Regions from separate parts of the Mus musculus genome. Here region 1 is linked to region 2. Evidence: chromatin contacts called from public HiChIP or PLAC-seq data. All regions are on one chromosome and are shown on one strand. Each heading gives the region's core, a stretch centred on a gene start, on an enhancer-like site or on the middle of the called end of the contact. The rest is flanking DNA. Distances are from core to core; before and after follow the strand shown. Region 1 overlaps Tnrc6b (trinucleotide repeat containing 6b). Region 2 overlaps Tnrc6b (trinucleotide repeat containing 6b).

What was found. HiChIP or PLAC-seq counts read pairs in DNA pulled down with a chosen protein or histone mark.
Region 1: a contact with region 2 is called in a CTCF HiChIP or PLAC-seq map of the NIH/3T3 cell line, with 15 read pairs. The contact joins two enhancer-like sites. A contact is called at or near these places in 7 of 39 promoter capture datasets (the 3T3-L1 cell line, 3T3-L1-derived adipocytes, the C10 cell line and 3 more), 1 of 15 datasets of contacts at CTCF or cohesin (the NIH/3T3 cell line), 2 of 484 Hi-C or Micro-C datasets (nephron progenitors and spermatogonial stem cells), 1 of 115 datasets of contacts at active chromatin or transcription factors (fibro-adipogenic progenitors) and 3 of 9 other capture datasets (adipose tissue, liver and pancreatic islet).

What each region holds. Positions count from the first base shown.
Region 1 is chr15:80,884,035-80,889,237 of GRCm38.p6, forward strand. It overlaps Tnrc6b (trinucleotide repeat containing 6b), which reads left to right. Exons shown (of 25, transcript NM_144812.3): 10 at 173-348; 11 at 2,925-2,999; 12 at 3,796-3,841; 13 at 4,985-5,121. Among named protein-coding and RNA genes, the nearest start is that of Mir5113, 53 kb to the right of the region's middle. Within about 2 kb of position 2,932, at least 20 of the 459 cell types and tissues checked have an H3K27ac peak or open chromatin away from gene starts, as enhancers often do. A contact at or near this core is called in the NIH/3T3 cell line, where this site is marked.
Region 2 is chr15:80,759,670-80,764,291 of GRCm38.p6, forward strand. The region is part of intron 3 of Tnrc6b (trinucleotide repeat containing 6b); the gene reads left to right. Among named protein-coding and RNA genes, the nearest start is that of Tnrc6b, 51 kb to the left of the region's middle. Within about 2 kb of position 3,147, at least 44 of the 459 cell types and tissues checked have an H3K27ac peak or open chromatin away from gene starts, as enhancers often do. A contact at or near this core is called in the NIH/3T3 cell line, where this site is marked.

The DNA.
Region 1 (5,203 bases), core at 1,682-4,181, 120 kb after region 2:
AAGATCTTGATTGTAAGGTCTGTTGTCTGCTCTCTTTATGAGTAATTCATTTGCCTTGTGTGTAGATGGAACAGACAAAACTGCAAAGATATTCAAATGCTGCATTTGCAAGAAATCTCTCTGTTTGTTACATGTATTTACTGCAAAGAATCGATTCACTCTTTCCTTAAAGATTCCAAATCTATGCAAGACGGCTGGGGGGAGAGTGACGGACCAGTCACAGGAGCTCGCCATCCTAGCTGGGAAGAGGAGGATGACGGAGGAGTCTGGAACACCGCCGGCTCTCAGGGAAGCACTTCCTCCCACAACTCAGCAAGCTGGGGACAAGGAGGAAAGAAACAAATGAAGGTAGTGCTTTAGAAAGGCTTTACAAAGGCTTCAGTTTGCTTACTCAATCCTAGAAGGTAAAACTGGGACTTGGTTCATGGAGGAAATGAGGCAACTGGAGTCACCGAGTATTTCCTTATAAATTAATAACTACTTCCCTTGTGTCCCCTAATCTTCCTATCCCATGACCTTGAAATCCTGAACAATTAGAAGTGGCACTATGAGTAAAAGGAAATTTGTAAGGTAGAGGTAATTGAGTTTAGGTTTCCATGTTATAATTATTTTCAGCAGTTCCTGAGGCCTGCTTTTAAAATGCCTTATGCTTTTGATTCTAAGACAAAAAAAGTCCTATGGGCAAATCTCCACAAAAATGTAAAAAAGACACCAAATAGCTGGCTTTCCCAGTGGTCGTTAGTGGGTCTTGATTTTACCTGACTCATCCCAAGGCCCCGAGCCCTTCTCCCAGTAAACTGAAAGCCCCGTTTTCAGCACTGCTATAACTACATTCTTTCCTCACGTCCTGGGCCAGGCTGTGTCTTCCAGACAACTCACTTTCCCGTATAACAAGTTTCCTCTTGGAATGTTGTGGTTTATTACTTATTTTACAGTCCAGGGGATGGAGCCCAGAACACTGAGAATGCTAGGCAAGCACTCTGCTGCTGCTGCTGCTGCTGCTGCTGCTGCTGCTGCTGCTACATAGGACCACTAGTTCTTCATCTGTAGCCATGATGTGTGTACCTGAGCCACCACTGTCTTGACAGATGCTGCTGCTGTTCTTCCTCCTCTTCTTCTCTCTCTCTCTCTTTCTCTCTCTCTCTCTCTCTCACACACACACACACACACACACACACACATTACAGAGTAGAAAAAAGGAAGATACACCTGTATGCTTCATTTTAACCTGAAAAACCTGCCCTATGAAATGCTTTCTAATCCTCCCAGGCTTTGGATTCCTGAAACTCTCTCACAAGACCATCCCCTGACCATCACCCTGGTCCTGAAGCTGTGGGTTTCAAGGCCCTGATTTCTTCTGTAGGATAGAACAGTTGCTTTCTGTGGAGACATTGGTTGAAGGAGCTCTTCCTGGGTTTCCCCTTCCCTAATGACTTCCTTCCTCCACTCTAGCAACTAAAGAAGTCTCACTACACTGCTCAGCGTCTTGGTACTCTAATGGTGTCTGGCCTGCTTTGGCAATCTTTTGGTCATTTACAAATTAGCAGTGGATCGAAATTAATTGAGTAAAAGATCCTAATTGAATCCTCCCAACTCAAATGGCAACCAAGATTTGCTTAATTGGAAGTTGAATATTTCAATTCCGATACCAGTGGTTCTGACCTTCAGTACTAAGGACTTCATTTTTTTGTTGGTGGTGGTGGTGGTGTTTTTTTTGTTTTTTGTTTTTTTGAGACAGAGTTTCTCTGTGTAGCCCTGGCTGTCCTGGAGCTCACTTTGTAGACCAGGCTGGCCTCGAACTCAGAAATCCACCTGTCTCTGCCTCCCGAGTGCTGGGATTAAAGGTGTGCGCCACCACACCCAGCCTAGGACTTTTTTTAATGTGATAAAATACACAAAATGTAAAAATTGTCATCTTAACCATTTTTCAATATGCAGGTCAGTGCCACTGAGTGTGCTCACATGCAGTTTGTTTTCTTCTAACGCTGAAAGCTCTGCACTAATAAACTCACTATCTCTCATGCTTGCCAGGACTCTTCTTTAATCTTAATAAAATATATATCTATCACCATAATATATAATTAATTATTAATTTATATATTATATAATTAAAAGGTTATTTATAATTATATATTGTATCTAACATGATATAATATGCAATGTTGTAATATATAGATATATTTGTATATAAGTATATAATATTATATACACTTATTTATGGAGCAAGCTGGTTGTGGTGGCTCATATCTGTAATCACAACCCTCGAAGACAAAAGGCAAAAGGATCAAGAGTTCAAGATATTCTAGGCTTTAGTGAGTGAGGACATCCTGTCTCAACTAACACCAACAATAATAATAAGTATGACATATCATAGCACATGGAATGTTTACCTATAGAATGTGCAGGCCCACAAAGCTCATCCCCCATCCCATTAATCCCTGCCTTCCACTGTGCCAGAGCTCAAGGATAGTGGCTTCCTCCAGGCCTCTTTCTCACTGAGAACTGATGGCCTCCATGCTGTGAACCATATGAAGAGCTCTCTGGATGCATTCCACATTGCCCCCACACAGAGTGATGTTGTGTTCAAACAGGCTCCTTTCCAAACAACATGCACCAGTAGCAATTCTTTCCCTGTTACAAGCCTGCTGGGGTCACAGAAGAGCATCCTACGGGAGGTGGCAGTGGCAGTATGTAGACATCTTACACAGTCTGATACCACTTCTTTGCATGTAAAAAGTAAACTTTGTTTTTCCACTTCACTATGATAAGTAGGAGTAAAAGCATGACTGGACCTAGGGCTTACTAGTCATTTAAAGCTATCAGGTTCAGGAAGGTGAACTCTCAGCTTTGCATTTTCAGTGTGGTTTATAGTTTGGGAGGTTGTGATGAGCTCTGTGACTGAGGTCATGTGTTTCATTCTGTAGTGCTCACTAAAAGGAGGAAACAATGATTCATGGATGAATCCTCTTGCCAAACAGTTTTCAAATATGGGATTGCTGGTAAGTTTCATTTTTCTTCATGTATAAACATAATCTCAAATTTCAGGCATAGTAAGTACACATGTACAGTACAAAATTACAGATTTAAATATGGGTTAAACAGTGTTCTTGGCCCTCTGAGCTAAACAGTATTTCTATTTTATTAAGTGATATATACCAACATTAAAAGTGAATTGTCTTTGTATCTTTTCTCTTGGAAAGGTGGAAACAACAAAGACACTTAAATGGACACTTGTTACTAGTGTCTGCACATCATTTTTAAAAATAAAAATAATCAGAATCACTATACTGGGATTCATTATGTAGAGAAAAATGTGTGCTGTGTCTTTACTTTCCTTATCTCTTGGGAACACTGTGAAGACATCTGGTCATGGTTGTCAAAAGACAAATGATTTGACTACACAGTTTAAGATTTGCTCACTGACACGTCATAAGAAGATATTATCACCATTTAGCTACAACTTGTGGAGTTTGACTATGCATACTTAAGAAGCAGTTTATTTCTCCAGGCAGCTGTTGAACTTGTCCTCTGTCCATAGCTGTACTGATGTTGCTTACATGTGTAATTGACATGTGTAATTACATGTGTTAGACACTTAATTAAGCCTTGATGGCCATCAAATTGTGATTGCAAAAATGTTACAGCCTTCACTCCAGTTTCAAGGTCACGGCAGAGGCTCTTGTGGAGTGCCTATGGTCATGAGGCTCTCACATGAGCAGGAGCGCCTCTTCTCTGATGTACAACGTGTATCCTCCCTTAATCCTTACTCACTTGTGTTTGCTTTGTTTTGTTCAGAGTCAAACTGAGGATAACCCAAGCAGCAAAATGGATTTGTCTGTAGGTATGTGTCTCTACAAACAGGAGGGGAACGTGTTCACGGCTCTGCCAGGCCCTTGGCATCTCCTGCCCTGCTTGGGTTGAGGCAGATTGATAGACATGCTTGATGCTAACTGCTTTATTTTATATCAGATTTCATGCACTAAAGCAGTATAGAGGTTGAAAATTCAAATGACTGAAGTTCCAGGAGAATGTGAAGGAATGTTAAATGCTAGGTTTAACTGTGAGGAGGGTATGTCCACCTCAGAAGCCAACCTTATTCTACTACATGAAAAGTGCAAACTTCACTGCACCATCCCTTATTAGCATCCAGATTTTTTTCCCAAGTACTGGGAGCTAGATTCAGATTATTTTAATATGTCTGTGATACTAGTAAACTAGACCATCAGATTGACTCTCTGTACCCCAAGGTTTTCATCTTTGTCATACTTTTCCGTTGTGACCAGAGCAAATGCAGGGGTCAGCCCATCGTCTGTGAGATTTTTCTCAGGAATGCTTTTGCTCACCCCGAGGAACATAAGAGGAATCAAACTAAGAGTAAGAGGGAACAATCTGGATAGCAGTGGTACTGTGTAGTTTGAGCTGCAACCCAGTTGTGTCATCATATAGCAGATTTATAGGGCTAAGGAAAGGGAGGAGGAGGAAGTCTGCATCACACATGCAGATGAAGCTTGAGCAAGTACTGTAGAAATGTTCAACTGTGTTAAAGTCTTAAGCTTTACATTTTTAGGCAACAGGAGTGCCTCTGATCTTTCTATTCCCCATAATTGCTTTAAAACTCTAACAATGTCTCTAACAAGTGCTAACATAACAAAACAGACTGGTCTCTCACTGAGAAGATTTGACTTTATGAACAAGATGTATTCTCACCCAGCACGTCAATTTTAACCTAAATATTGGCTTAATCAATTTGGCTTCAAGTCTCTCAAGTGTTCCATGGTAGACAAGCTACAGCAGATACATATTTAATTTTTGAAAAACGGTTCAGGAACAGAGCAAGCACCCTGAGCCAGTGAGAATTCTTCCTAGGCTCATTCCAAAGAGTAGAGAGGCTTTGTCCCCGGGTCCCTAGAGAACAGACGGGCCAGGCTACACGTGGCTCTTGAGGGGACATTGATTCCTGACATTTTTATTTATGTCCTTTCAGATAAGAAATTTGATGTGGACAAGAGAACAATGAATCTCGGGGATTTTAATGATATCATGAGGAAGGATCGACCTGGGTTCCGTCCACCTAATTCCAAAGACTTGGGAACCACAGACAGTGGGCCTTATTTTGAGAAGGTGAGTTGAATGCTTTGTTTCAAATAGTCGTTTATGAGAGTCACTGTGTTCTTAATTTGTCTGTGGTAGCAGCTAATTCTAG
Region 2 (4,622 bases), core at 1,897-4,396:
GCTGAGCGGCAGTGGCTGTGGATGGACTGAGCGCGTGTTCTGGTGTAGGTAAATTTAGAAACTAGACTGATGAGGTCTATCTTCTCAGTTTTCTTCTTCATCATGCTACATGATAACTTAAAAGTAAGTTTTACTGAAGTGTGTGTGTGTGTGTGTGTGTGTGTGTCCGTGGATTAAACCCAAGGTCTAGCTTATGCTAGATAAATTCTCTACTTCTGAGCTATACTCTTATCCCTTTTTAAATTTGTATTTTGAGTCCGGCTCTGGCTAAGTTGCCTAGGCTGTGTGCATGGACTGACTTGGCAGCAAGTCTTGAATTCATGATCCTAAAGCCTCGGCCTCCGAAGCGACTGGGTAATGGTGATTCCTCCTTAGAATACCAGCATTGTAGTGTAAATTATACTGTGAAAATTGCATATACTTATGAAAGTTTGAAACTAACCAGAAATATAGAATGCAAATTTTGCTTTGTGGGATGGAAGGAAACATTGGCTTTCTTGGTTTTTAGTTATTTAATGACATAATAGTTCAAAATCAGATTTAAAATGAGAGAATACAGCTAGAGAACAGCAGCACATGCTTTTAATCTACTTGAGACACTGAGACAGGAGAATTGCCTTGAATTTGAGGCCAGCCTGGGCTATCAAATGAATAGCAATTCATCCAAGCCTACCTAGCAAGTCCTTGCCTCAAATTAACAAAAAGAGAAATTGGACTTTAACTTCATTGTCATCAGTCTTTTTAATTAAAAATATTATCTCCCTGTCTTGATTTTTTTTTATATAAAATCTTGTATTTGTAATGATTTTTGTTAATGTAAAACGTTATCACAGTACTATCTTACCTTAATTTTGGATATCTGTGAATAGAAGGCTTGGAGGATAAGTTGAACATACTCTGTATAATGTGGTTTTGAGCTAAGTCTATTTCCTTTTTTAATAATAACTTTTTAATGTTTTGCCTGCATGTGTATATGTGCACCCCTAGTGTACATGGAACCTAAGCATGTCAGGAGAGGGTGTGGAACCCCCCGGAACTGGAGTTAGATATGGTTGTGAACCACCGTGTCAGTGCTGGGAACCAATCCTGAGTTCTCTGCAAGAGCAGTGAGTGCTCTTAGTGACTGAGCCATCTTTCCAGTCGACAATAAATAATTCTTATTTGTATGTTGTAAGGTGATATAACAGAGAGTAGTTATTCTCAGGATGGTCACATTTTAAAGAGAGACAAATAAATGTCAAGGTACTAATTATAAACCACCGTGAGGACTATGAAGAACAGAAAATAATACAGAGAGTAAAAAGTGACTAGGAAGAAGAGCCGGGACGGTGGAGGACGGCCTCTGAGACAGATACTAGCTAAAGGACTAGGAGGCCAGCCACGTGAAAAGTGAGGAAGGCAGTGTTCTAGACAGAAGAGAGGGCTGAAGAGCCCCGCCTGTTCCAGGAATGATCAGGTGCCCAGGTGGCCCAGTGTGATAGCAGATTAGAAAAGGGCGTAGAGCCTGTGCTCCTCAAAGGCCACGTGTGGACCTGTTCTCTGGACTGGGCAGCCATTTACAGCTGTTTCCTCTGGGAAGAACAAAATAAATGAGTGTTTGAGCCATCAGCTTTACCCTCTGGAGACTGCTGGGGAGAGGTAGGAGAGGGATTGGAGCCCTGCGTGGTAGCTGTCAGGTGAGAGGGAAGCCCTTGTTCCTGTGACAGTGCTGGAGACAAAGGAAAGGCAGATTTGCAGTGTTTTAAAGTTAACTGGTTTCATCTTAGGAGGGCTTAAGGTCCTTTACATCACAAATCTACAGGAGAGTTTCCAGAAAGAGGGAGATGGCTCAGCTGGCAAAGTCCTTGCCATGCAAATACAAGGGACACACACAATTCTTTCTCCAAACCAGTGATGTGCTGGAATTATGGATACATTGGGTTTAGGTGGTACTGGAGATCAAACTGAGAGCTTCCTTCATGCTGGGCAAGCACCCTACAAATTGATATATATTTATAATTTTTTAAAGAAGTAATAAAGCTAGTCTGGTGGTTTACACCCGTAATTCCATCATCCTTAGGAGGCTGAGGTAGCATTGCAAGTTTGAGCTAGCCTGGACTATATAGAAAGTCCGTATCAATCTCAGCTACATAGCAAGACCTTGTCTCAGGGCACAAACAAAAATAGTGGTGGGAACATCACTGTGGACGATGCCTGCAGTCCAGTCCCTGCCTGTAAGCTTAGCACTGAAGGGGCTGATAACTTGCATCCAGAAGTTTGAGGCCAGCCTCACAAGAACCCATCTATTAAAACATCAGCAAATGACTTACTAAAGTGACAGGGCACGAGAAAACCTGTGAGAGATGGCTTTGCTGCAAATGCTCTGTGTTTGATAGGATGCTGTAATTTATAATAATAAAAATTATAAATAGACACAGATCAATTGTATCCACTAGTTTGTGAAGTAATAGTCATTGAATACGGGGATGGACGAGTTGAGGTATAGATGAGACAAAAAGAACAGATTCTGGACAAGTGTTGAAGCCTGGAGATGGCTGTGGAGAGGTTCATTCACATTTATTTTCTACATATATAACAATTCCTCTAATAAAACATTTTAAAAGCTTTGTACGTTTTTGTTTCTTTTTTTTAAAAAAAAGGTTTATTTTATTTGTATGAGTATTGTGCCTTCATTCATATACATGTACACCATGTGTGTGCCTGTTGCCATGGATCTCCTGGAACTGCAGTCACAGACAGTTGTACGCTGCGTGTGGGTGCTAGGAATGGAACTCTAGTGGAACATCCAGTGCTTCTAACCGCTGAACCATTTCTCCAGCTCCTGTTTCTGTTTCTTGAGACAGGGTCTCCTTAAGTCGTCCTGGCTGCCCTGGAACTTGCTCTATAGACCAGGTTGGTCTCAAACTCAGACTGCCTGCTTCTGCCTCCCGAGTGCCGGGATTAAAGACGTGCACTCCCACTGCCAACCAGCTCAAACACATTCTTTTTTTTAAGACTAGAGAAGACCATGATTGCTTGAGAAAAGAAAAGAATGAGTGGAAGGGTCGGAGTTGAAATATAAAACGGATTTACAAGGTTGATGGAAGCTAGGAACCAGTGAGTCGTGGGGTCTGAGCTCAGGCCAGCTCCTGTTCCCAAGGGCCAGGGAGGAAGAAGTTAGAGGACAGAGAGTGAGTCAGCTTCTCTTTGTATCATCTTAAAGATGGAGTCACTGATCTAGACAGTGGGCTGAATCATCGAGAACATGAATAACAAGATTTCCTCTTGAAGGGAAAGGTTTAGAGATGAAACTGTGGAGCAGACCTAAAAATATTAAAAATAAGAATGCTGGTTATTACATTTACAGGATACTGAGAGAACGTTAAATAGAAAACAAAGATGCTTCAGGGTGCCCTGGGGAAGGGCAGCTTCTTGGAGCATGATGTTCCTCATGAAGGGAATCTCTGTGCTTTTTCCTGGAGAGAAATGCTCACGTTCGGAGAGGATTAGAGATGATGTGTTTGTCCAGAGTTGGGAACTGTAGATTCTAATTTTTTTCTCTGCCAGAAAGAGATGAAGCAGGCAGTAACTTCCAAAATCCACAGTAGGTAAATGATAGATAATTCTAAAATTATATAAATATGTACTTTCCATTGTTGCTTTCTTACTACTTTTTGACTTTTAAAACTATTCTTATTATTGATGATGTGTGGACACACATGCCACACATTATACCTGTGGAGGTCAGAACACAACTTTATGTAGTCCGCTTTTTTATGGGTTCCTGGGGCTTCAACTCAAGTCATCAAGTTTATACAAAAAGCACGTTTGACTTGTCTCACCCACTCTATTATTACCCTTCCTTTCCTGTTGGTTTTTTGAGACAGGGTTTCTCTGTGTAGCCCTGACTGTCCAGGTACTGTCTGTTGACCAGGCTGGCCTTGAACTCAGAGATCCACCCGCCTCTGCCTCCAGAGCGCCACCCAGAGTGCCTGGGTTCCTTGCTTAGTTTTACTTTTGCCTTTTTCTTTCCTCTTCTCTCTCTCTCTCTATCAATTCAGCAAATATTTATTGATCATTGTTGTGTGCCAGGAACTGTCCAGGTGCTGACACAGAGTTGTTTATTATATTGTGATTTTTGTTTTCTTTTCTTTTGGTGATTGGTGTACTAGTGTTTTAAGTGGAAACAAGAATGTTAGTTTCACATTAGTTTAGGACTGTTGCCTAGCTTCACCCTGAATGGTCACTGGAATGCAATTTTATATGGCCAGTGAGTCTCAGAAATTTAGTGTATTTGCTTGTAGGGAAGTACATATTATAAATACTAAAGATATACACATCAACAGAGTTATCATTGCAAAACTCTAGAAGTCCCCTAAATATTTCTTTCAGAGGCACAGTGCTATTCCTTATTTTTTACCAAGGACCATTTCTTAGTTAATTTCCCCACTGTATATAAGAAAGAACACTGAATACATTCAACACAGTCACCACGAGTCGGTCTTTGTTCCACATTTGCAGAGGTTAAGCATGAGAATTGTGTACTGTAAGGTTTTATTGGCACATCCTGAAGGTAGGAGGTATGCACTTCATTCCTCATCCCCTTAGAGGCTCATGTGACCTACTTCATTTGACATTTATGT